Regions from separate parts of the Capra hircus genome. Here region 2 is linked to region 1. The links are chromatin contacts, called in public Hi-C maps. All regions are on one chromosome and are shown on one strand. Each heading gives the region's core, a stretch centred on a gene start, on an enhancer-like site or on the middle of the called end of the contact. The rest is flanking DNA. Distances are from core to core; before and after follow the strand shown. Region 1 overlaps PXDC1 (PX domain-containing protein 1). Region 2 has its middle 23 kb from the start of PRPF4B.

Region 1 (6,716 bases), core at 2,822-5,321:
ATTGGAACTTGGACGCTGATCGACTGAGTGTGGTTGATTCTAACCCTGTCAGGAGGAGACTCCATCCATTCAGAACTGAATTTGACCCCCAAGAGAGGAAGGCAGCTGTTGACCCCGTCCGCCACCCAACTACCTATTAGGAAGCGGGCTGCCTTGACCGAACGCGGCTGGAGGCCAGTGAGGTGCGGAGGCCACGGGAAGGCCATCTGTTGCCCACTGGGTCACAGGAGGGTCTTCCCGGGGCTGCCAGCGGGGAGCTCTCAGGAAGGGGAGACCCAAAGTCAAAAGCACACACACCGCCTGTTTCCTTTTCCAGTTTAGATCCGCTGGAGAAGGGATCGGCTACCCACTCCAGGATTCTTGGGCTTCCCTGGTAGCTCAGCTGGCAGAGAATCAGCCTGCAATGTGGGAGACCCGGGTTCGACCCCTGGGTTGGGAAGATCCCCTGGAGGAGGGAAAGGCCACCCACTCCAGCATTCTGGCCTGGAGACTTCCGTGGGCTGGGTAGTCCATGGGGTCACAAAGAGTTGGACACGACTGAGCAACTTTCACTTCTTCTTTGCACAGATCACTCCCCGGGGTGAGAACACACTTCCTAAAGGACAGCGAGCGCTGGGGCGGCTGGCCGGGCAGTGTGTGGGGTCCCCTGGCCCCGGGGCAGGGAAAAGAGCCACGTGATAGAGAGATTAGAGGAGAGCAATGTGTTTTATTTCATGAAAATAGATTTAAAAACAGACTGTGTAAAAGAATTAAGATTCTCAATAATTTACTATTATTTACACAAGCAAATTCTGGTCATTAGTAGACTCTGTGAGGAGATGAACACGCAGAACCCAGACCCTCCCCGAGGGCAGCCGGGCACCCGCCAGGGACACTTGGTGACCTCCCGGCTCCCGTCTTCTCAGGCTGACGTGGTGGCTGCATCACTGCAAGCTTGGTGACAGGCAGGGGAATGGCCCCCGGCCGCCCGGGGCCCCAGCGTCCTCACCCCTCGCAGGAGGCCGGGTGGGCTCCATCCTCTCTGTGTCCCCCATGTGGGCACCGGTCAGCGGGTCCCCCGTGCCCGCAGCCGATACCCCACTCACGACCAACGTTCCGCCAACACCCCTGGGCTGACAGGAAGCCCATAGCTTCTGGGAAGAAGGTAGGAGGCAGGACTGGAAGCCGCACATTCTGGTCCTGGGAAACCTGGGTGAGAGAACACCCCCCGTGTCGTCCAGAACCCGGGGACCCAGCACAGTCTCACTTGAAATGTCCTGTGCGCTGGTCCAGGGAAGGCGCCTGGGGGAGGCTGGCCGGGTGTCCAGTCCTGGCCCGGGCCGTCTCGCAGGCACTTGTGGTCCGTCCAGGCTCGAGGGAGCAAGTCCTGGGTGGGCTGGGGGCAGCGCCCGGGGGGCCTCAGTCCAGAATGTCCGTCTCGAAGGGCACCAGGTGGTAGTAGGACAGGTTGGTGACGTAGGCCGCCGGGTCGTCCCCGTCCCCCAGCTCGGCAGGGAGTTCACCCCCGCCCTCAAACCTGCGCGAGGAGGCAGGCCGTGAGGCTGGGCGGGCGCCTGACCCCCGAGCACCCCAGGCGGGGAAGGGCTGCCCGCGGAGTGCAGGCTTCCGGCCCGTGAGCACAGACAGGGCAGAACCCGCGAACCCAGCTGGGCCCTGCCAGCGACAATCAGCCCACTTACAGGTGCTCCGTGGGGTCCACAGCCCCGAGCTGGTCTTTGCCGTTCGGAATACTGTGGTCAATAACGATCGTTTCCGTATTTGCTAAACAGAATCCATTGGACCTCATGATTTCTGAAAACGAGAGCAATGGGGGAGGTAATTCACAAGGGGGTCCGGGTTTGAAGTTCTGACGTTTGGGGCTCACACGTCTCCTCTCGTCCTCCTCCTCCGGCTGACGCTTCCTGGACTGCGTGCCCAGCCCTTCCCTCAGCAGACCACAAACCCCAAGAACAGGCACCGGGGGCTGGGGTTGGGGGGCATTACCAGGGCGGCAGCTGCCTGAACGCTGGCTGGCCCCCAACTGCTAACCCTGGTCAGTAAGCCCCACGCTCAGGCCTTCCACCTACCTCACTTTAAAAACGTGCTTAAAAACACTCCAGATTCCTGCTTTCCCAAGGCACCACCGTCTTCCACGCAGGCCCTGACGCACGTGGACAGCTCACAGCAGCATTCTCTGCCCCGGTCAGGCCACAGGACGCCCCGTGCTGCCATCTCGGCGGGCGTCTGATGCCCTGGTTGTCTGGGGCACCGTTTCCTTTTATTTCTTATACCATAACCATCATTTAGATTATTTTATCCCCATGGACAGATTTGCTCGTTTTAAACAAGTGAGACTGTAATTTCGTGTCTGCTTGTAATCTTTACAGGTATTTTAGGTACTCGCATCTCAGTTTTCTCAGCTTCTCTCCGTAGGAAGACACTTAGGGAAACCACACAAAAAAGAAGGCAGGAAACTAGGCTTCCTTCTCCCGCTCCCAGGACCAAATGACTGTTCATCAGACAGATTTGCCAAGTAATGGCTGAAACTTCCTCCAACTTTCTGGAGAAGGGACAGCGCACATCTCAGTGGCCCTTCCAGGTGGGCCGTTGGACCTGCCCCCCGTGAGCGGCACCAACAAGCGGCTTGTCCTCGACCTCCTCTCCCGGTGGAGCGCCCCCAGACCCCACCGCCTGAGAAAGCTCGTGAGTCAGAAGAAGGAGCCGAAAACCAGCAAGAAGTCGTGACTGTAACCGCCAAGGTCAAGGGCACCACCGGGTGCAAAGAGGAGGCTGACAAGTGCCTGAGTGGGTAGAGAGACCCACAGGGGACGGGCCCTGACAGCGGGAGCAAGACCCCCAACCTCACAGCGCAAAACGTGGGACAGCACAGAGCCACTCTTTCTTTTAAATTAAAAAACAATTGTTGGGGCCGCATTGTGCAGCACGTGGAATCTTAGTTTCCTGACTAGATTGACCCCAGCCCCCCTGCCTTGGGAGTGTGGATCTTAACCACTGGACCACCGGGGAGCCCGCAGGACCACCTTCTTTTCTGCTTTTATTAACTGACTCAAATCTGCCCCAGGAAGCATGTAAAACCTCAGCGACCTCAGCACAGCCAGCTGACAACTCCAAATCCTCTCGCCCACCCCTCTCCAGGGGAACTGGGGGGGAAAGGACCCTACAAGTGAAAACAAACATGAGTGCTGCGAGTAGCCACCTCACATAGGAATCTCCTCGCCTTTATTAACCGTGAGATTCGCAGTTCTGGAACACGGAATCTAGAAAATGGAGCCAGAGCCCGGAACACGTTTGTTGCACACCATTCCTTAATGTCGGCGAAGAGAAGCCAGCTGGGCCTCCAGGGAACTCCAGGTCTACCACTTAAGCCTGTGAAGGAGGTTACTCTTTGCTGTTTTTTAGCCTGTGAAATAGGAGAAGGCAACGGCAACCCACTCCAGTACTCTTGCCTGGAAAATCCCATGGACGGAGGAGTCTGGTGGGCTGCCGTCTATGGGGTCGCACAGAGTCGGACACGACTGAAGCGACTTAGCAGCAGCAGCAGAAGCCTGTAAAATGGGAATAACAGTGTCTATCCTAAGGGGCACTTTTGGGGGGGACGTTAAATGAGATAGTTTTTATAAAGACTCTAACAAACGCTGGTGAAAATTAAGGCTGAGACTGTACAAATGCCTGGCTAATAAAAAGTTCGGAGAAGGCAATGGCACCCCACTCCAGTACTCTTGCCTGGAAAATCCCAAGGACGGAGGAGTCTGGTGGGCTGCTGTCTGTGGGGTCGCACAGAGTCGGACACGACTGAAGTGACTTAGTAGTAATAAAAAGTTAAATTATATTTCCAGCCTTCCCAAACCTGAATACTCTGGGTTTTGTGGCTGATATCAGTTCAAAGGTGTATGCTTCCTTTTAAGCTGCACAGCTTTCTCAGAGTTGGTAACAAGCTTTTAGATTAACATGGTGTGAAGAATGTTTCCGTTTCCATCGACTCAAAGCCTCGCCAAAGAGGCCAGAGCTCTTGCCACAACCAAGGCCCCGGGAGGCGGCTGGTCCTTAAGCCACGAGCGCCTGGCGCCACCTAGTGGAGGCCTGGCCCCCAGCCGGTCAGCCTGGAGGCCTGAGTGAGGCGAGGCAGGGCTGCCCCCCAGGCGGCGGCCCCTCCCGAGAGGCAACGTCAGAGAAGTCTGGGAGGAAAGGTGGTGAGCGCGGGCCAGGGCCCTTTCAGGAGCGAGGGGAATTTAGCAGGACCGGAGTGGACGTGCATGGGCGGGCTTGCGGGAGAGAGGAGACAGGCCCGGCGGGGAGGAGGCTGAAGGCCTGTTCCGAGCAGGGCTCCGCAGTGACGGGAGACCCAGCCGGGCCACATCCTGACCTGCCTAGGACCACAGGAAATCAACAAATCAATGAGCCAGGAAGTCAGATCCGGGGTGGCCCACGTGGGTACTGACCACGTGTCCTGGGGGGAGGCCCGGCCTAGGGATCCCCGAGTCTGTGCACACCCCCAACACAGACCGACACTGGGAGCGGGGCGGCTCTCGGCGGCCAGGACCTCAGGGGCTGGCGGCGCTGCCGTAAGGAACCGTGTTATGGAAAGGACTCCTGAACTGACCCTCCTCTCATCTGGATACGTTCAGTTCTCCATTCAGTGAATGACGAAGGTACATCTTACCTCCAGTGGGAGCACCCTCCCCGACCCCCGGGGCGTGGTCCCACAGGACCTCGCCCGGGCCCAGACAAGTTCCTGGGCTCCCGGGACAGACCTCTCCCTACAAAACGCTCCTCAGAGCCTCGCCTGCAGCACCGAGGAGAGAGTCTAGCACCGCAGTGACGTGCGAAGCCTGGATTAGAGGAAGCTGCCAGTGGGCTGAGCCCCGGCTCCCCCTCGCTCCCCTGAGACCTGCAGGACAGCTGGCCATCTCCTCCCGCTGCTGACTTTTGCCAGAAGGCGCGGCCCAAGGCCCACACTGAGGAGCTACACACCGGGTGTCCCTTTCTGTCCCACCTGCCCTAAAGCCCAGAGCAAAGGCAATGCCGCGCAAGCTGAACTCGTATTTTTGCGCTTGGTGATGGATTCCAGCCATTCGCTTCAAGACGCCTCACTAATGCTTTCCTCACAGACCATTTCTTTTTTAAAAGTAAGTTCCGACTTAGACACCTTTGGAAGCAGGCAGCGGGCAAGCAGCAGGCCAGCAGGGAGACGCGCACCGTTTCACAAGGTCTGGAAGCAGCCCCTCCCCTCCGCTCCTGTCCTTCTTCGGGCCCCGAGGGGGGCAGGCGTGCCCAGCACGTGGACAGGGGCTGGGAAGGTGTCCGGGCCCCTCGGCCGCGCTGCGCTCACACCGCCCCGCCCTCCCCCGCGCTCTCACCTGAGATCTTCACCGGACTCTGAAAGCTGGGCTGGATCTTATGCACGTTGTCACTCTTTAACACCTGATCCAGGGGCGATCTCTCGAAGAAGGTGAGCACGACTTCTGACCTGGAGTACTGGGGAGAAGCATGTTCCTTCCTACATGCGTTCCCCTGCTGGCGGGATGGCCTGGGCCACGTCCCCCGCCCCGATCAGCGGCTCGGCGAGCTTGGGGGGCTCGGGGCCCAGGGAAGGCAGGATGGAGACCGTGGGAGCAACGCAGGCCAGGTCTGTGCCAGCGTTTCACACACGTCCCCCTCACTTTCCAGTAAACTGTGAGCCCCTGCTTCCGCTTCTTCCCGGGGGGAGAAAACACTGGAGCTCCCAGAGCCCAGGGAGGCGCCCTCTCCTTGGCTCCTGGCCCCGCCCCGCCCCCGAAGCCTCCAGGAGGGCGCCTGCCACCCACTGGCCCACCCAGTGCCCTGCCCCGCCCCCCGCCCGCACCCCCACCTTGCGCGGCGTGCTGATGACGGCCTTGAGAAGCTTCCCCACCTCGTTAAGCCTGGTCTCGATGTCACCCACCCAGCGCCCTGCCCTCCTGCCCGCACCCCCACCTTGCGCGGCATGCTGATGATGGCCTTGAGAAGCTTCTCCACCTCGTTGAGCCTGGTCTCAATGTCATGGGCCTCCTTGATGGCGATCAGTCCTGGGGTCGAAGCAGAAAGGCCTCCATCAGAGGAGCAGACCAGGACATGGGCTCCCAAATGAAACACAGGCCAACAGGCCGCCCGCAGCGGGGACGCCACCCTGGGGTCGCCCTCCACAGAAGGGCACTCAGCCTCGCGTGGGCCCAGTCCTGCCCTGGGAGCCTGGTCCTCAGCCCCAGTCCGGGTCTCAGCGACCCAAAGATGAAGGCATGTGCTGAAGAGGGGCCGGCTGAAATCCACAGAGGCCCCGAAGGCCTCTCCGAGTGGGACAGGCAGGCCAGCTCCATCCACACCCTGCACAGCGGGCAGGGCCAGACCCTGGCCCCGCCAGTGTCTGTGGTGGCTGCGGCCAGGGAAGCTGCCCCTCCCTGCCCCCGGTGACACAGCCAAGGCGACCACAGGGCCCTTGGAAATGGAGCCTGTACTAGAGAAGTCATTTAGATGTGGGGTTAGAAGGGAAAAACCAGATCTTTACTCAGAGAAAACCAGCATGGGCGTGACTCATGGCACCTTCCAGGAACCTGTGTTTTACCCCTCATTCCAGCTACCAGACATCCTGACTGGCTACTAGAAAGCGCAGTGTTTTGTCTTTAAAATACGAGAGCTAACAGGCGGGAGGAGAATGGGACGACAGAGGACGAGATGGCTGGATGGCATCACTGACTCGATGG
Region 2 (5,822 bases), core at 2,828-5,327, 96 kb after region 1:
ATAAAGCTAAAGCTCAGGCCCTGAGATCCCATCCACCCAACACATGTCCACATGTGCGTGGCTGCGAGATTCTGCACTTTGTACTGCATCTTACATTTACTGATCAACACCTACTATCTTTTTGTGTGTGTCTTTGAAATATACATATATCTTTTTGCTCTTTATTTTTTTTCCAATGTGATGTTATTGCAACTCAAGCTGTCTCCCCTCACCTGGGGCCTCAGCGCAGTGCCTCCACGGGGGTCTGTCCCCCACCTCAGCCCAGCACACCGTCCTGCTGCAGCTGTAAAGCCCGTCATGGCTCAAGACCATCCCCAACTTCACCCTTCTCTGATCGCTGCCCAGCTCGCAGGACCGTCCATCAGTTCCAGTGTGACCTGCGCACTCAGTCACTCAGTCATGTGTGACTCTGCCACCCCATGGACTGCAGCCCACCAGGCTCATCTGTCCATGGGATTCTCCAGGCAAGAACACTGGAGTGGGTTGCCGTTCCCTCCTCCAGGGCTTCTTCCCAACCCAGGGATCAAACCCATGTCTCCTGTGTCTCCTGCATTGGCCCAGTCTCACGGGAGAAGTGTTTCCAGAAGGCAAACAAGCAGCACACAAACTGACCTCATTCTGATTGTCAATCAGGGGTGGAGAGAGAGGAAGCTGGGAGCAACACCTCAGAGTGGAACAGGGGGCTGGGGGCCGGGGGGTCTTAACTCATCTTCCACCTCCAGCTCAGACACGCAGAAGGCCAAGGTCTCTGAAGTCTCCCATCTGTGTCCTAAGTCACTTTCTTCTACTTGCTATTCCTTAAGTGTTCTTTCAGAGCAAACCACAAGTTCAAGGACTCTTGAGCAATTCTACACTCAACAGCATGGGTGTGTCTCAGAGACACACTGTGGCATGAGTCCGCTTAAGAAAAGTTCACAATAAGCAAAGTCGACTCCCAGCAATGGAGTCCAGCAGATAGCCCCTGTGGGCGGACAGGGATGGAAGGGGCTCCTGCGGGGATTCCAGGGCACTGCGGATGTCATTTCCGTACCTGGGCGCCTTGCTACATAAATGCGTTCATTTCGTGGCCCGTCTCGGAGCTGCATCCTCAGAGCATGTGCACTTCTCTGCCAAAATTTTGCTCAACTAAAAGGTTTACTCTTTGAAAAAGTAAATCAAAAGTATTCTGTGTATATCAGCAGATGAAAGGATAAGGGAGTTCTGGTACACATACACAAAGGAATATTACTCGGCTATAAAAAGCAACAAATTTAAGTCAGCTCTAATGATGTGGATGAACCTAGAGTCTATTATATACAGACTGAAGTCAGAAAGAGAAAGACAATTATCATATATGAATGCATATTTATGGTATCTAGCGGAGAAGGTGATGGCACCCCACTCCAGTACTCTTGCCTGGAAAATCCTGTGGACGGAGGAGCCTGGTAGCCTACAGTCCATGGGGTCTCGAAGACTCAGACACTACTGAGCGACTTCACTTTCACTTTTCACTTTCATGCATTGGAGAAGGAAATGGAAACCCACTCCAGTGTTCTTGCCTGGAGAGTCCCAGGGACGGGGGAGCCTGGTGGGCTGCCATCTATGGGGTCGCACAGAGTCGGACACGACTGAAGTGATTTAGCAGCAGTAGCAGCAGCTTGGTATCTGGAAAGATAGTACCAACGATCCTACGTGCAGGGCTGCAAAGGAGATACAGACATAAAGAACAGACTTTTGGGCACAGTGGGAGGAGAGGGTGGGGTGGTTTGGGGCACAGTGGGAGGAGAGGGTGGGGTGGTTTGGGGCACAGTGGGAGGAGAGGGTGGGGTGGTTTGAGAGAGCAGCATTGCAACGTATACCCGACCATGAAACAGACGGCCAGTGAGGGTCTGATGTACGACGCAGGGAACCCAAAGCTGGTGCCCGGTGACAGGCTGGAGGGGTGGGGTGGGGAGGGCGGTGGGAGGGGGTTCAGGAAGGAGGGGACACAGCCTACGGCTGACTCATCTTAATGTATGCAGAACCATCACCATATTGTAAAACAATTATCCTACAATAAAAATAAATAAATGAAAACGTTATAAGTATTCTGGATATGTACATATAATTGCAGAACTGAGTCGCTGCTGTACACCTGATGCTAACCACATTGTTACAATCGGCTATGTCCCAACATAAAACAGATTATTTTAAGTATTCTGAAAACAACTGAGGTTTTTGGCTATTCCTCCCACAGGGGAACAAACTCATAAAGGGAGGAAGGCAGTGAGGAAACCAGGAAGGAAAACAGTGAGGTGCCTGAAATAACGGGACCAGTTGGAGGCGCTGGCAACCAGGTCTCTGGAGAGAATGACGATTCGGATTCCCAACTGGGCTTCTTTTTAAAGCAGTATTCATGCCCCTGTAAACCGCAGCTGGGATGGCAGTGTCCTTAACACACGTCTAAGATGCTATTTTAGCAAGCACTCTAAAGGAAGTCTGAAGCCAGGCTGGCCATTTCCAGAGACAACTGGTAGCTTTCCCCCTTGCCTCCGGGCTCCCCTAGGCAAGGGTTGGTGAGGGTGCAGCTGCTGTGGGTGCCCGAGGGGCATCCACCCTTCCCTGTGCCACGAACCTCTGGCTGGCAGGTTCAGCAGTCAGCGGGGTCCTGCCCTAGACACATGGCTCAGGAAAGCGTTTCAGGGTGCCGACCACCCTAAGGAAGTGGGTGATGCAGCTGTGCTGTGACCTCACCTGGGACCCTGTGCTCCCTGCAGGCGCAGGGCAGACATTCCAGGCTGTCAGGGGAGCGGGCTGAAGCTTTGCAAGCTGACAGCATGGCTGCAGGATCGATCCGACCCACCTAGGTCCCCGCCTCTCTGGGCTGGTTTGTGATGGTACAGGCGTGTTGCAAACACAGCGCCCATCTGGCCCCACGGAAATCTACATCCACTCCTGTGAACTCTTTCTCCCACTCACAATGTGGCCTGTGTGCAGACGGGAAGCGACCCCGAGATGTGGAGAGTTATGCTGGGACCAGCCGAGGGGAAGGCATGGGGACCCAGGGACCCCGCGAGGCTGAAAGCAGAGATGTGTCTGCAGTCCTCAGGTTCACGCATGTATCTTTGTTTTCTGGTGTTTCCTGCACCAGCCCTGTGGCCTGAGGCTTGGGGAGAAAGCTGAGACTCTATTTCCTGTTTCCAGGGAAAGAGAAAGCCCATCAAGCCAATGATTCTAGTTTCAATTCCAACCACGGGAGGGGGTTCTATGTGCAGCATCGGGCCTGGGCCTGAGCCTCATGGGCTACTTATCCAGTGAACAGTCCTGTAAATAATAACCCGGCAGCCAGTCTCTGACACCTGCCACATCCTGCAGGCTTCGAAAACTGCTTCCAGACACATCAGACTTTGTCTTTTCAGTATTGTTATAAAGCGAAGGCGAGCTGTGTGAGATTGCTGATTCCTAGCACACGTCACATGGAACAGTCACAGGGAAGGGACGCCTTGCTCCGCACGTGGCCAGAGGGCATCCCCTCTGGCCCCGCTCAGCCTGTCACATGCTCCTGGCTCGAACCACGGCCTCCACGCCTGCGAGGCCGTCTCTGGTTTGGAGCCTGTGGCCTCTCCGGGCAGCGATGCCCCAGATGGACCAGCGGAAGAGAGCCCATGACATCAGGCAAGTACACTTGCCCAGCGTTCTTATCTGTGTCCTGGAAGGGCCCCACTGTTTTCTCTGAGGAGCGCCCTGAAGGAAAACAGCGCTTCTTGCTTCTTAATAGCTAAGCAGCTGGAGAAAAACCAACGATTTCTGCCTTTGCAGCAGTGTGCTTCTCTGGGAAACACAGAGAAACAGAGACATTCTTGCCAACTGTCCTGGAAACCCGACCTTCTGCTGTGTCCTGGTGTCAGGCAGATACAGACTCGACTTCCTAAAGTCCAGCTGCCTGGCTCAGATCGCATCCTCCCACCACCTCGGGCGACTGGCAGCTTAAAAGCCAACATCTCGATCACTTTTGCAGAGGTGACAGCTGTTTGGAATATCTCCGTTTAGCCCACATGAGTTTTACATGTTTCCACAGGACAGCAGGCTCCTCCTTCCTTCCCAGTGTGTTGATGACACGTGAGCAGGGAACGCAGAGTCAGAGGCCCTGGCTCCCAGCCTGGCCCCGCCACAGACTCACTGCAGAGTCTCCTGAGCCATTGCTTCCACGTCTGCAAATTAGAGGTCCAAAGAATGCCTCCTTCAGAGAAGTCCAGGACTTTTAAATATATGAAAAAATATATATGGGAGAGTTCCGGAGAAACTCTAAGACCAAAATATATTACCGAGCTAGGAAACCCGGCCGGTGTAACTTGTCCTCGCGATGAAGAGAATAAAATGGCTGCGGTGCACTTCACCGCCCCGAGCACGTGGTTCGTGAATAAGAACTAGCTAGCAGAAACGGACGCAGTAGGGATTCAGAACTGCTGAAGGATGGGCCAGAGAACTGGGGAGAGGAAGAAGTGAGATCTTAGTTAACCTATAAAAAAAGGAAAACATGCAGATATATGAGCTTTAAGACACACGTAAGAGCGTGACAAAAAGAGTAAGCACAGCTCGGGTCAGGAGAAGGAGCGAGGCAGTGAAGGACCGGAAGGACGTTGTTTCCTGCGGCCTGTCCGGCCCGGAGGCCAGGACCGGTCACCTGGGCCCACTTTTCCTCCCCGGCTGGACTGCAGGTGCTGGAGGGCAGGAGCTGTCACGGCGGGGCCTGCCCAGGGCCCAAGTGCACGGCCGGCGGCGCGGTGACTGCTCTGCAGACAAGCACAGACGCTTCGGTCCAAGGTCACGCTGCAGAGCGAAGAGGAGAGTCCGGGCAGCCGCCAACCACGTCCGCAAGGTCTTGTCCACCGAGCTGGGCCGCAGCCGCTAGAGAGAAGGTGCCTCCGGGTCGGCCAACCACCGAGGCTCGGCCCCACCAGCTGGCGCCCGCCTCACCGTCAGCTGTGGGGAAGGCCCGCGCCTCCCGGGCAGCTCTCTCCCCGCCCTCCTCCGCACGCCCCTGGGTCTGCCCTCGCCTGGGTCCAGCAAGGGGTGTCCCTCGCAGAGGAGCCGCGGCAGGAGGAGCACAGCGTGTTTGCCCGCTGCCCTGGGGCCTGCTCTGGGTTTCATCACCGCAAACCTCCTCCCTCTCTGGACGCAGGCAGGGAGGAGCCAGGCCTGCCTTTGCCCCTTAAACATCTCCAGCGACTGCAGCGTCAGACTGCCCTCCCAGGTGCTGGCGAGTGACCTGGGGAGGAAGGTGCCCACTCTCCTGTCCACAGAATCCTGAAACACAGATGCTGCCAAATTCCCCTCTCCCCATGGCCCAGTGCCAGGGAAAAACAGGCTCTATTTTCACTGAGAGGTCTTTAAAAATAGAGAAGGAGACAGGAGGAGGGTGGATTAAGTGACCTCTGGAACTCCAGGCCGGGCACAGGAAATCCTGGCAAACTCAGAAATGTATGCTTAAGGGACCAGTGGGCTTCGCACAATGAGGCCCTGTTGAGCTTTTTGCTGCAGCAGGCTGGTGAGCTGAATTAATCACTGTTCTTTGCAATCAACTAAGGAAAATGGACTTTCCTTCAAAAAAAAAGAAAGAAAGAAACAGCTGTGAGCAATGACTATAAATCGGTTCATTTTATGTGGAAAGATGCCCTGTGACAGTCAGTAAAATGAACACTTCCTTCGATGTGACTTGAAACAGAATGTTGGAAGTGACGATCTATGAGTGAAAATAGACGGGCTAACAAACAGCACGGTCTCAGACCCACTAAACCAGCAAGAAGACGCACAAGGGGTGAATTTTGGAGCCAACGAGTAGAAACGATAATCCTGAGGATGAT

What was found. A called contact is a pair of places that touch in the nucleus more often than the background predicts.
Region 2: a Hi-C map of liver shows a contact between it and region 1, with 7 times the contacts expected there. The contact joins two enhancer-like sites. A contact is called at or near these places in 3 of 5 Hi-C or Micro-C datasets (blood and liver).

The regions. Positions count from the first base shown.
Region 1 is chr23:15,436,505-15,443,220 of ARS1.2, forward strand. It overlaps PXDC1 (PX domain-containing protein 1), which reads right to left. Exons shown (of 5, transcript XM_013974193.2): 2 at 5,953-6,044; 3 at 5,358-5,475; 4 at 1,680-1,791; 5 at 687-1,516. The coding sequence ends at 1,399. Among named protein-coding and RNA genes, the nearest start is that of PXDC1, 15 kb to the right of the region's middle. Within about 2 kb of position 4,072, at least 3 of the 5 cell types and tissues checked have an H3K27ac peak or open chromatin away from gene starts, as enhancers often do.
Region 2 is chr23:15,532,599-15,538,420 of ARS1.2, forward strand. No RefSeq gene overlaps it. Among named protein-coding and RNA genes, the nearest start is that of PRPF4B, 23 kb to the right of the region's middle. Within about 2 kb of position 4,078, at least 3 of the 5 cell types and tissues checked have an H3K27ac peak or open chromatin away from gene starts, as enhancers often do.